Regions from separate parts of the Anser cygnoides genome. Here region 2 is linked to region 1. The links are chromatin contacts, called in public Hi-C maps. All regions are on one chromosome and are shown on one strand. Each heading gives the region's core, a stretch centred on a gene start, on an enhancer-like site or on the middle of the called end of the contact. The rest is flanking DNA. Distances are from core to core; before and after follow the strand shown.

Region 1 (7,343 bases), core at 210-2,709:
TCAGTGCCCAGCTGAATGACTTCCACCCACACTGCAGCTTGATGCTCTTGCTGATCAAACAAGACAAAGGCTATTCCTTTGCCTTTCCATTTTCTGTATCCAGTGCCTGTACTGCTCAAAATACAGCAAGCTTATCACTACTGAAACTGGATAAGCTGCTTTTTGAAGACTAATAAAAATATGCTTCGATATTACCCAGTTGTAAGAAAACCTAAACAAGAGCATTTTGGATAGTATCTCAGTACTATTGTGGGTAGAGTATTTTTTCCCTGACTTATCACTAGGTTACCTAAGGGCCTGAGGACTCAGAAGCAGTTATGAACCTTGGTCTCCCATTTATTCTGCCCCTGAGCGCTGCATTACTGCTTGCTCACATGTCTCAACACTGACGAATCATATCGTCCTGGGTTCACAGGGACATAAATTTAACAGGAGAGCATGGTGTTCCTCTCCCATCCTGGAGAATAATGTGCTTTTTTGGAAAACACGTTTGATTCCCCACAGGCTGCAGAGTGTGTTGTTTCCTTGGCAGGTATGGTCAAAAGCTGATTAACTGGGCACCTCCACCTGCTATAGCATTATTTAAAAAGAAATGCTTCTAGATGCCTTTGCTGAGGAAACTGGGTCTCTGTGAGCTGTGCTCTGAGCATGCTTGGCTGGTCGGGCACTCCAGAGGATTAAGCTCAGTTTCTGACACCAGTGGGGTTTTAGTGGAGGCTGAAGGTAGCAGAGTAGGGCAGTGCTTGGAGCAGAGGGACACCTAGAGTCCAGAACAGTCGAAGAGACAGGCATCCTATCTGGGTATTGTGGAGGAAAGCATTGTAGGGTCATAACCTGTAGCTGGCCTTAAATTCCTTTTGAAGATGGCCCTTTGTCATGGGATAGTTCATGCTACATAAGGCTCTTGAAAACACCCTCTTTTCTGAGGAAGAGAACTTCCTTCTGGGCCTCGCACATTACTTTCCTTTTCACAAACCTTTGTATTTCTTGGTTCTGCACAGGACCAAAACCAGACATGCAGAAGCACCATGAAAAAATGCAGTTGGAGCATTCTTGGCATGGCTTGACATGTGGGAGCACAGAGATGGGGAACCTGATAGGTTTCCAGACTAGTTCTGCAGATTCAAGAAGTGCAAGCAGTCGGATAAGCATCTGAACTTGTGTGTGTTTATCTAAACTGAGCTCGAACTCCAGGCCACTTCAGAGTTTGCCTAGCAGTGGCTAATTATTACTAGAATGCTTGTTAAAATTGGAAAGTAATGTCAATAATGATTTAATTCACAAACAGATGTAAACAAAAACCCTTCTGGGAATTGTGCTGTACCAGGATCTTGGAGCAGATATTCCTCTCAGAAAACAGTCTAGAAAAATTTTGGATGGGAACAACAACAACAAAAAAGCTGCTAGTTCTCCTCTGCTTTAAAAACTATTGGGCAACTATGAAGCTGAAAAGAAAGTGTATTGGATAAATACAGAGGCAGCAGATCTGATTCTAGTTCTTGTATATCTTTGTATGTCAACAGCAATACTACGAAGTTACCTGTTGTAGTGGTGTAAAGCCAGCATAAGACCAGAACGTGTCCAACCATTCTTAAGGTAGGGATATATTATTAAAACAAGGGTAGTTATTAGAGTCTCATTACTGTGGAAAATGTGTTTAGGATCCTGTTTGAGAACAGCATGGTTGGTTTTCTCAGTAAAATGAATTATTTAATTAAATAAATAAAGCTTCGTTGGTGATGTAGGTTTAGTTGTCATTTACTACCTCTTTAGTGACGTTAAACTTTAACACAATAACAGCTTGGTGAACAGAAAGAACTGTTTCCACCCACATGGATAAATATTGATCTCGGTGATAAAGAAGAACAAACATTCTGATGGAGTGGTATGGAAGAAATTGAACCTGATACAGGAGGTTTATTTTTACTGCGTAGTAAAAGAAAGTTAGTCTTTCAACTAAGAACAGGGAAGGGCAAGGAGATGGCTTATCAAAATGTTGTTTACAGTATAATAAATACTGTGACTTCAAACTTTAATGTTTACCCATTGGCTGTGCACAAAAAAGCAACAAGATGACTGAGGTAAAGTTCTGGTCACAGTCAAATATATGGCAGCTTTGCTGCTGGCTTCAGTAGGGCCAGATATTTCTAGCTGGAGCACCGTACAGAGGCTCTAATGCCCCATGGAGATCTCCTTTAAGCAAATTGCTTTCTTAAGTCCTTCCTTAGCCAATATCTTGCTGAAACTAAGCATGTGCTTCTCTGCTCTGCTGAACCAGGGTCGGAGGCTGATGAGCTTGACATTTTAAAAAAGTTTGAACTGCTAAGATACAACAGGTTTTTGTTTATCTGAGCTTGTGTGTGCGATTCCTTGGTCCGTTTGAATGCCCCTTCCACCACCTAGAAGGGCCAGCTTTCTGCAGAGCCTCATTTGCTTCAGTGAGCTCCATGTGAGAAAGCATGGCCAGGGCTAAGCAGTGATGGAGCAAGTAGGGCAACATGACCAACACAAGGAGCAATGTCCCCTTGTCACATGAGAAGAGTGGCAGCACTAACCCGAGGGTGGTGAAGGAGGATGCAAATGCAAGCCGTGATGTCTTCAAAGCCCCCGGAGTCTTTCTAGGTGGGTCTGTGAATCAGGCTACAAGTTTGGGACCAGCAGATGTGATTTTAACTCTAAAAAAGTGTTAAAGCACAAACCTTTTCTTTGATACTGAGGCATGTGTATACCTGGGAGGTGGGGAGTGTGTGTGTGTGTGGGGGGGGGATAGGAAGAGATACATCTGACCGAAAGTAGTTGTCCGCAATGACTGTGTCAGAGTTAGTCATCTAGGCTCCATCTGCAGTCAATGGGGAGGTTCAGACACCTGTAGGGCATGACTCATCTCCTTATATTGCACATATGGATCAGATCAGATGAACTGCCTCCTGCTAGTTTCTCTCCACTGACTATGAAAGGAGCCTGGCGCAGCTTACTATCTGTGCAGGTACTTACCTGTTGGCAAGTAAAGGTAGGGCACATGAAAGCCCTGCCTTTTCTTTGGAAGCTAGCCATTTAAGAAATGTTTAACATGCATGTAGGACCAAATAAACAAAGCTCTGATGTGGTATTTTCAAAGTGTAACTTCCCTGCTCTTCTCATGTCTTACAATGCGATCTTCTAGACAAAACTTATCTATCACTTTTCCTAATAGCTCATTTGGATAGTGCCTACTCATTCTCACTCATCAAATTTGACTTTCTACATAGGGCTTCTGCTGCTCAATACAGTATGTGTGACAGCAACATATGGCCACACATGATGTTGTGATGCAGACACCTTTTTTTAGTACAGGTCACCTTATAGGTAGGTACATGGTCCCATTCCCTTAATATCTTGGCCTTAGTATGTTTTCCTTTCATGTACAGATGTTACGTTCCTCTTCCCTACCTCCTGTCTGACCATCCCTCTTGGCTTAAGAATGACCTAGGAAAAAATTAAGCTTACAGAAGATCTCCTTCGGCCTTTGAGCTATTCCCAGCAGCTCCATTTGACTGGTTTGCCCTCTCTTTGTGTGTGCAGTTATGAGTCTGTGTAGGAGGCAAGCAAACTCCAGCTGCCTCTGAACTTTGCCTGCTAACTTATGCCTCCTCTACGTGATGCAGAGAGGTTTTCCAGCCCAGTTACTTTCAGCTCATCAAGAGCGTTTTGACAGTCAGTAAACCACACCATAGCCTCTAATTTTGATCAGAGCTTCTGCTAGTTAATGTCAGATACTTAGTGCAAATATTCAATTTTACTATTACATTAAATGAGGTTTTAATCACTGCCATAGGTAATTGTAGGACAAGGGGGCTCTTACGCCTTGGAAATAGTTTTGTGAGGTAATGATTATACACGTGCACTCCATAAGTCCTGGAGGTGATGAACTGAAGAGGGAAACAGTGGTTTGGAACCAGTGCATCTCTGTATAGCAAACAAGCTCAGTGGGATTTGGCTTTGATGAGATTACCTGGGTGAGTTTATCTGTGACAGAAGGTGTGGCTTCTGCCTCAGGAAGTTTTGAAATGAAAATTTTCTTTTCATAGCTATTCAAGAGTCAGTCAGAAAGGTGCAAAATAAAAATAATCACTTCTCATTCCAGTTACAACTGTACCTAGCTGAGTCTCATTCTTTCTTAATCCTTCAGGATTTTATCCCTGAGGGTAGGTTGCCTTTCAAGTGCAGTAAGAGTAGCCATATTTGTGTTAGGTTTTTCAAAAGAAAACGCCCTTGCTTTTTTCTCTGACTCCTTCTGTCCAGATTATCCCTGTCTCCAGTAAATCCTTTCTCCTGGATTTCGTGGGATATCCTCAGTTTTCAGAAACGTGACATGCTGGCCTGACAATATGTTTGGCCTTCAGGCCTGGGGTGAGATAGATGCAAGTCCTTAAGGCCCTCTCCCATGGCCAGGTGCAGTTTGCCTCTTCCAGAGAGACATGGAAGCCATCAGGGTGCTTTGGAAATTCCTCACCTATGTCCTTGTTGTTAGCAGGACAGTCAGAGTGCACATGAAAGTAGGGATGAGATTATAAAATCTAGGCTTGCTTATCAGCCCTCCTGGCCAATTACTGACCTATAGCTGAACTGAAAAGGGAGTATCCTGGGAAGGCAAGGATCCTCTTGGCCTCTGGAGCCATGGTGCAGTGCAAGGGCCACAGCAGAGGCAGGTGTGCTCATCCCTGGGCAGTGCACACTGTGCCACGCTCGACAGGGGTCCAGCTCAGCTCAGCACTACACAGGCTGCCAAAAAGGGAAAGGCAGACAGCTTGAGTAGCTGCCAGTTGTAGCTACAAGGACATAAATTCATTCAGACTGGCCTTTTTACTTCTACATCTCTCTGCCAGTTCCTGAGCCTTAATTCGGCACGAGGCGGTCCATCTAGTAATCCCACTTTCTCAGACCCCATATAGCTTTCCCATACATAAAGTTTTTAATTAAAAGTCTGTCATTTTTCCTAGGTGTCTTGAATAAATGATTTTGTCTTGCCGTCTTTCGTATTTTCAGCATTCAGACAGAAAGCACCTCTTCTGAGTTTCCTCTCCTTCTGAGCACCTCTCCTCTGTCTTTGCAGCCATGCACTTGTTCTCTTTGCTCCATATCAGGCGTTATCTTTCCATTTTTGCCTCTTACATATTGACACTTAGAGCCTGCATAGATTTTGCATGCTGTCCTGTCCTGAGGCAGCTTGTTGGTGAAGGAAGGGCTGTGTCACAGCCTACCTTGATCTTGTCAGCGTCTTTTGTCTTCCCACTTCAGTCACTTCAGTGTCACTGTTTTGCATTCACTTATTTTAGCTGTTTTTAGCTGAGGTTGCTTTCTCCATTAGTACAAAGATGACTTAGTTCTGTTGAAGCCTGGCATTGATACTACTCAATTGCAGCATATATCTTTAATCTAGATTCAGTTTCTGTGCTTTATTGCACCAGAGAGAGTTGGGTTTTGTGTCTGAGGTGCCACTAGAAGATATGTATTATTTCCTGAGTGTTGATGATTGTGGTAAATTATCCCAGTTCTGTTTTAGAGACATTGCCTAGAGAGTTTTTAGCATTTATGTACAAAGCTACCAAACCCAAACCAAAACTATACAGGCAGCCTGATCAAGGGGAGCCTATTGAAAAGTCTTTCTTGCTTCAGCTACAAGAAGCATCCTGCTTGCAAGCTCTCAAACTCATGAGGGATTTCAACCACATGTTGGGAAAGCAATGCAGCAGGCTGTAAGCAATCCAGGAGACTCCTGGAGTGTGTCCAGAATAACATCTTGGTCCAGGTATTAGATAAACCAACAAGAGGAGAAGAATTATTGGACTTGGTGCTCACCAATGCACATGAACTTATTAAAGAGGTGAAGATTGGAGGCAGTCTGGACTGCAGAGACTATACCCTGGTTGAGTTTGTAAAATATGGGCCTGGTGAAGAGCAAAGTCAGGACCCTGAACTTCTGAAGAGTGAAATTCCAGCTGTTTAAATAATTACTGGATGAGATCTGGAAAACTCTCTTTAGGGATGGAGGAATTGATTAGAGCTGGGAACTCTTTAAGGACACTTAGAGCTCAAAAGTTCTCCATCCCCATGTGTAGGAAATCAAGCAGGGAAAGCAACCAGAATGGCTGAGCGTGGACTTGGTGGTCAAACTGAGGAACAAGAAGGAAATGCACAGGCAGTGGAAGCAGGGACATGTAGCTTGGGAAGAATACAGGGGTGCTGTCCGGACGTGCAGGGATGGGATCAGGAAAGCCAAGGCACGGATGGAACTGAGCTTGGAGAGGGATGCAAAGAATAACAAGGAGGGATTCTATAGGTACATTGCTCAGAAAAGGAAGGCCAAGGAGAGTGTGCCTCTTCTGATGGACGAGAAGGAAGAACTGGTAACAAGAGACATGGAGAAGGCTGAGGTACTCAACAATTTCTTTGCCGCAGTCTTCACTGCCAGTCAGGCTTCCCAAATCTTTTGTTTCCTTGAACCCGTAGACGGAGCCTGGGGGAGCAAAGTCCCTCCCACTGTAAGTGAAGAGCAGGTTCGAGACCACCTGATGAAACCGAACAGGTACAAGTCTATGGGGCCTAATGTCATGCATCCCAGGGTCCTGAAGGAACAGGCTGATGTAGTTGCCAAGCCTCTCTCTATCATATTTGAAAAGCCATGACAGTCATCTGAAGTCCATGATGACTGGAAAAAGGGAAACATCACTCCTATTTTTAAAAAGGGTAGAAAGGAGGATCCAGGGAACTACACATTGGTGAGCCTCACCTCTGTGCCTGGGAATATCATGGAGAAGATCCTCCTAAAAACTCTGTCAAGGCACATGCAAGACAAGGAGGTCCCATCCATCACCAAAGAGTCTTTGATACCCAGTAACCAGGGACCTCATGATTCATAGTGTTCCTGGCTCCGAGGAGAACAGGCCAGGAATCATGATGCTGCTAAAAACACTTTGAAACAAGGCTGAGTGAACATAACACTGCAGGCTGAGCAAACCAACTTTTTTTCAGAGAGTCTACATTACAGTGTTTATCTGAAGATAAGAGTAAATTTGTTCCTACTTAGTGATACAATTTAGTGCTAAGACTGAACTCCAGACAGATGTGGTGAAATAAAACCTGAAGAAATCCACATCTTTCCTATATACAGGACCTTCATGGTCTTCTGAAATCCCCAGCCCACTTGATTTTGAGGCGGCTTTATGCTAGGAGTGTTCTACTGCACAGTATTGCAGTGAAGTGCTAGGGATTTGGAGGCTGTCTCTGGGCAGTTTTCGAGGCTTCACAGACTCTGTTTTACAAGTGGACCCATGTAACTTGTGCAGTGCACCAGTTTTCTAGGA
Region 2 (6,490 bases), core at 2,368-4,867, 310 kb before region 1:
ATATCCCCATTTCATTAATTTCTGCTGGGCACAGCTGCTCCTGTGGTGGCATGGGGACAAGGACAGGGATGGGGACAGGGAGGGAGGGGACTCTATGCTCCCTTGGCCAGGCTCGGGTCAGTGCTGCAGCAGATACACTATGGGCCCACTGCATGTGAATGAAAATGTTTTAAGTGCATCTTAAAGGGGGCTTATGGAAAGCAAGCATCCCATTTGAAAAACATGTGCACACTATGACCCTAAGTGTTATACTCATGCAGTTTCTTCATACATTTTTTACAGAGCAGATTGAGCCCAGGCCCGTGAACCTCAGCCGTAGCACACCACAACATAACAAGAAGCCATTTATGAAAGTGCCAAAGACTGAACAGTCAGATGCAAAACTCTGACAAATAATTTCCCATAGGAATTTCATTCAGAGGGAAAAATCTTAAGTTGCCCCACAGCAGTTCACACCTTATTTTGCATACAGGAGCTAAGGTAATCGATAAAAGGACAAGTCACTTACTGAGAAAAGGCAATAAATGCTCAAATAAACCAATACTGATTTAAAGGTTTCTCTAATTTACCTTCACAATGTAGATAGTGTTCTTAGCATTAATTTTGTTTGAGTGCCTAATACCAGCTTCTACCCATTATTCGTAAGAAAGCCTGCTAGTGATATGTGAAGAGAACTGCATTCAGATGTAGAAAAGTAAAATGTTCTGATTTCTCTTGGTATACATTGCTAAAATTTTTTTGCTAGCTAAGTGAAACTCTTGCTGTCTAATCCTTCCTGCAAAGCACAAAGACCTTCTGAGAGCCAAAGAGCATCTCCAGCTGAGGTCTGGAGCTTGGTCCTTCACCATGTACAGCAACACTCACTCAGAAGGAGAGTGTAGGCTGCAATGAAGCTGCCTTTTGATTTTCTTATTAATAAGCTGCCCAATATTTTCCCCACAATCTTCTTCCATGGTAGACAGGTCAAGATGAGGGCTACACCTGGTGGGTGTCTACACAGCATGGGAGGCTGCGGGATCATGAAATGGCTTGGGTTGGAAGGGACCTTAAAGATCATCTGGTTCCAACCCCTGGCCATGGGATCCTGGCTGTGGTGTGGAGGTTTGGGCTCCTGCGGCTTCCTCATGGTAGGACAAGAGGTAATGGTTTAAACTGACAGAGGGGAGATTTAGATTAGAGTTTAGGAGGAAATTCTTTGCTCAAAGGGTGGTGAGGCATTGGCACAGGCTGCCCAGAGAAGCTGTGGGTGCCCCATCCCTGGAGGTGTTCAAGGCCAGGCTGGATGGGGCTTTGGGCAGCCCGGTCTGGTGGGAGGTGTCTCTGCCCATGGCAGGGGGTGGAACCAGGTGGGCTTTAAGGTCCCTTCTGGCCCAAACCATTCTGTGATTCTCTGATTCTATGACCCATTAACTGTAACCTCCTACACTGTGCTTCTGCTACTCTCTTGTGGGCTCTTTCCAGAGACACAGCCAGGGGTGCCCCACTGCTTCAGCAGCCTGTGACCCTCTGAGTCCCCCAAAAGAGTCCTTCCTCATGGCTGTCTTGCAGCAGGTGCTAAGCACTGCTTTACAACAGTGGTGATAATCAAACACATGCTCCAGGGCTTCAACTGACAGGAATAAGGAAAGGCATTTTTTTCACCCTTGCTCACTGTGTAATTAATGGGAGGTATGTGGAGCTTTTTTATTTATTTGTTTCTGTAGGCTTTTCTCCAAAGTGAATGTAAAGAAAAGAAAAAAAAAAATAGAAAAAAAACCTACAAAACAAAGACACTAAAACCCTGTCCTGATCAGCTACAGGCGACTGGGCCAGAATGGCTGCAAACCCAAAAAGTGCGTGCATTGCTCCATGATTTCCTTTCAGGAAGAGATTTCTGCTCCCAAGCCCACTGCCTGACCCGGGGCAGATGTGGAGGGTTTGCTTTTGTTCTGCACCAGAGGTTGTGGCTCCGCCACCCGGCCTTCTGTGCATCCACTGCCTGCCTTCTGGTCCCATCCTGATCAGGAAGGCGTTCTCCTTCTGCCATAGCCTTGTGAGCATCCAGAAGATGATAAGAAACAGAGAGACCAGGATGCCAGGTCCCCGGGGAATCACAGAATCACAGAATTGTAGGGGTTGGAAGGGACCTCAAGAGATCACCGGGTCCAACCCCCCTGCCAAAGCAGGTTCCCCAGAGCAGGTTGCCCAGGTAGGCATCCAGACGTCCCCGTCCCACCGGGCAGAGGTGTGATCCTGAGGAAAAAATGATTGAGAAGCAGGTTTGGCATGGCCTCCACTCCTTCCCCTCTGACCCATCTGCCTGCAAGCATTTTCTCAGTGCTGATTGATCCGAGCACCATTATCGGGTACGTGGCTTGGGATGAAGTCTTGGATGGAGCTTGGCTGCAGTGCCAGAAAGCCAACCCTTCAGTTGTGTCTCTGACAAATGGATCCCTCTGAGCTACTGCGTTTAATGCAGTTTCTTACTTATTTATTTATTATCAGCCTGTTTCTCTGCTGGGCCAGCAAGAGAGGAAATGCCAAGGGGAATGTATCCAAAGAGCATAGTTTTGATCTGGCTCAAAACGAAGGCTGTCAACAGGAAAGTTTCTGTTCATTTGGATCAAAACCAAGTATACCAAAGCTTTCACATTTAAAAAAACAGCAGCCCACAGGGACAGCCCAGAGGCAGGGTGAGCCTACCTCCTGGGCAATTGCCCATCCCAGCAGGTGCTATGTATAGCCAGCCCCAGTGTGTGATGTTGTTCAATGAGTTTAAAGCTGACTGAGAAATCAGGTGCTTTGTTATGTGTTTGCCCTAATGGATCAAGTGCACCCCAGCAGGTGGTTTTGGTCTAAGCCAAGGGTTTCTTTAAAAAAAGCACCGGGGTACTGCAGCACCAGCAGAAGTGGCTCCTACACTATTTTTCTGCAGCAAAATGCTGCAAATCCAGCTGAATGCACTAAGCTAACTTGCTGTCAGACACAGCAGTGGACAGGACTCAAAGGAAATCCAGCCCAATATTACTTTTAACGAGATTTAAAATTCAGGAAAAAAGTTATCCTGAAAGCTCAACACAAATGAAATCATTTTTGACATCATTCCTTTTTGAAATGTTCCCACTTGGTTTAAAACAGAATTTCAAGAAGTGAAACATGTTTTTCCCCGAAGAAAAAAGGGCCATTCAGCGAACACTTGTTTCCTTAAAAACCTGTAATGGATGTATAAAGCCTTGCCACATAAGCCTCTGAAATCAAATGCAAACTTTCACCTACTTTTTTTCAGGGAAACCCTGTTAATCAGCACTGCTCTCTCTCATCCACTTGTTTACAGGTCAGCTCTGCTGCACTCTGACCCTTTCTGTTGCCTCAGAGAGGTAACATTCACAGAGATTTAGATATTATACTTAAGAAACTGTACAGGTTCTTCTCCATTTTTTTTTCCCGGATGAACGAGGGTAACTATTGCTAGATTGATTGGTGTCCATCTTCCATCTGATTTCCAGGTATCTAACTCATGCCTTAAATCTCCTACATCAACAGCTTCCAACTTTTCTTCTTTTTTTGCTTGACAGACACAAACGGAGGGCAGTGGTGCACTCAGTCTGTCCTTCACACAGCAGAGAAACTCTCCTTCCTCCTAGGGCACGTCTCCTTGGGGCAGAGACTTCCCTCATTGTTATATGCTGGGCTGGTGCTTACAGCACTTGCCTTTACAAGGGGCACCATGAGCTCATTTAGGAGTTTCTCCGTAAAGCAAGCGGTCAGTGAGACCAGGAGCAGACCCTGCTCTCTTCTTTACCCTGTCCAAGCAGGCAGCTCAGACATGACACCAAAAAGCCCCGCTCCTCCTGCTCCATGCCTCTGCACCCTCAGCTCTTCTCAGCATAAGGGCAGCTGGGGAGCGCAGGTCTGTTTGCCTCCAGGGTGCTCGTGACTGGTGGTTTGGCTTTAGCCCTTGTTCCCCTTGACCCTCCTACAGCTAGCTGTTAGACATGGGTATCTCAGGAGTGCACGCGGTATCCAGTTGAGTACTGTTGTGTTATTTCTGATTCCTCACTTGCCAGTTTGGAGCTTGTTAATCTTTAGCACCATGCCATGAAACGCAGAGGAGCAATAAATGTACCTGGCCTTTTTTCCTCCTGCCCACTTAATCCACTCCATGCTCCTTCCTGTTGAACGGGATTCAGGAAATGGAGTTGTAATTAAGAAAGAAAAAAGCTTTTTATCTGGAAGCAGTCCCCATGTTAACAACCACAAAGCATATCCCCTAACATCTTACTCCATCAATTAACACCACGGGGTTTTTGCAGCAGTCCCATACACACAGCCCAGCGAGGGCAGCACAGCCAGGCTTTGGCTCCCGGCTCTGCTTGCCAAGGACATCCAGACACCCACATCTCCCAAAGATGCAGGCACCTTCTGCTAAGGCTATTTAAATGTTTCTGGGTAATTCTGCACGTCCAGCTCATGTTTTCCCCCTTGGTCCTTGGGCTCAGAAACGTGCCAATGCCTATACTGCCTTCAGCCTCCTCCAAACTCATCAGTGCGTGGTGTTGCACTTGTGGTCCTGGAGGAAGTCATGAAGCCATGCTACTGGTTACGATAGGAAAAGACACTTGGGGCAAAAAATAAAAATAAAAAACTGATGCATGTTCTCAGATGTCTAAGAAGATTTTTAATGGCTGAACATAGATAGCTCAGAAACTTTAAATAGGTACACACTGCACTTCTCTGCTATATCTTGAAGGTTAACGCACACCCTCTGCAATGCACTTAGAGCACAGCACATTAATATGAAGTGACTTTCTTAGCATCATCTATCACTTCCCTCCCCACTTTGCAAGACAGCCATTGCACCCTCCATTGCTACCCTGTAGAAAACAGCAAGCATCTTTCTTCTTCCTTGTTTCCCTCAGCACCAAAAACAATTCCCACATTGGGCAGTAAGTTTTCGTTACCATCAGCCACAAAATCAAGGCAAGCAAGACAATGGCTCAAGCCAGCCCCGAGGACTTGTAGGTTCAGGATACAGCAAGAGGGGCCAGACCAACAGCTTCGGAGGCAAGCGACTGGTCTGTCATTGATGGTGCAGGATCAAATGCTCCTTTCCTGCTCCATACCACTTCTGCCATGGCACAGCAGGCGCCAGGAGCTGGCTCTTAGGGGGCAGCGGCTGCCGCACTGCAGCCCCCATCCCACGGCAGGAGCCGCTGCCTGGCCTCCCATGCTATGCCCTGCCCCAACACGGGGAGCCTGCCCCAGGCCTCACCTCTAATTTGGGAGCACGAAGGGCAGGCCGAGGCGCCGTCCTCTGAAAGCGGCTGACCTTCACCCCAGCCACGGCGATAAAGCTGGCTGCCAGCTCCTGCAGCGCCGGCAGACCCCGCGGCGACCGCCGGACGGGTCCCTCTGTAACCCAAAGAGGCTCGTCGCCTCAACGGGGATTATCACCCTGGGCATTTCTGAAGCCCACCTGCTGAGGCTGACAGGGATCAAGTGTCTGCCAGGCCCTCGAGCTGTTCAAACAGCCTTGACGAGGCTTCAACATGCGCCTTCAAGACATCATGCACCGAGATACCTGTGGTTTCTGCATGAGTCACTTGGGGGAAGATGGTGGTGCTGACATTAGGAATAGCAACAGTCAGGCTGAGATCTCTACGGGGGAAAAAACATACCGCTAGTGCATTACCACATATATTGCACTGCCTGAGCTCACTCTCTGGAGCCACCTCTGACATGATGGTAGCACCACAGGCAGATTTCCACCCGTGAAACCCCAGCTGCTAACAGCAGACAGCTGCTTAAGGGAAATTCCCAGCCACCTCACAAAGTCCTGCAAAGTATTGGCCCTCTCACTGCACAGAAAAGCCATGTAGCAGTGTAAAGGAGGCCTCTCATTCCCCATGCTTGTGTCTCTCCATCTGCTTCCTCTCTTCAGGTGAGAGACATTTCCAGATTTTGGAAATATTCATGCTGAGACCCTGTTTTTCAGCACGTCAGGCGGCCCATCTTATGTGTTGGGTATGTGCTGTTGTACAGTCAGCCATACCTTCTCCTTGCTTTATCTCTCATGCAGTTCCCCATGACGTGCAATGCATGATGCACCAGGTGCATCTGCTGAACATTCATATTCCCCTTTCTCTGCATCAAGTTCCTTCTCCAGCTTCATCCTTCCTCTGTCACCAATCACACAGCAACTCTCAACACCCACCATTTTGCTGGACTGAACCAACCACGGCCCTGTTGCCTCCTATGGTAAACTGGGCCGCGCAAGCCCCAGGTATCTGGAACAGCTTTTTCCAGATCGCCCAGTGTGAATTCATCCTTTTGGACCAGAGGATCAAACACCACCCCATACCCAAACAAGGTGCCGCTGCAGCCTTATGCAACATTACTTGGTATGTAATACCCTGCGCTTCTGAAAATAGCTCCTGAACACATCCACTCATCACATTCCTCCTTGCCACCACTGCATCACGTTACAGCTCCTCCTGGCTCCCAGATGAAC

The links. A called contact is a pair of places that touch in the nucleus more often than the background predicts.
Region 2: a contact with region 1 is called in a Hi-C map of liver, with 16 times the contacts expected there. The contact joins two enhancer-like sites. A contact is called at or near these places in 2 of 7 Hi-C or Micro-C datasets (both in liver).

The regions. Positions count from the first base shown.
Region 1 is chr1:115,889,502-115,896,844 of Taihu_goose_T2T_genome, reverse strand. No RefSeq gene overlaps it. Among named protein-coding and RNA genes, the nearest start is that of ETS2, 32 kb to the left of the region's middle. Within about 2 kb of position 1,459, at least 2 of the 3 cell types and tissues checked have open chromatin away from gene starts, as enhancers often do. A contact at or near this core is called in liver, where this site is marked.
Region 2 is chr1:116,199,013-116,205,502 of Taihu_goose_T2T_genome, reverse strand. No RefSeq gene overlaps it. Among named protein-coding and RNA genes, the nearest start is that of B3GALT5, 5.5 kb to the left of the region's middle. Within about 2 kb of position 3,617, at least 2 of the 3 cell types and tissues checked have open chromatin away from gene starts, as enhancers often do. A contact at or near this core is called in liver, where this site is marked.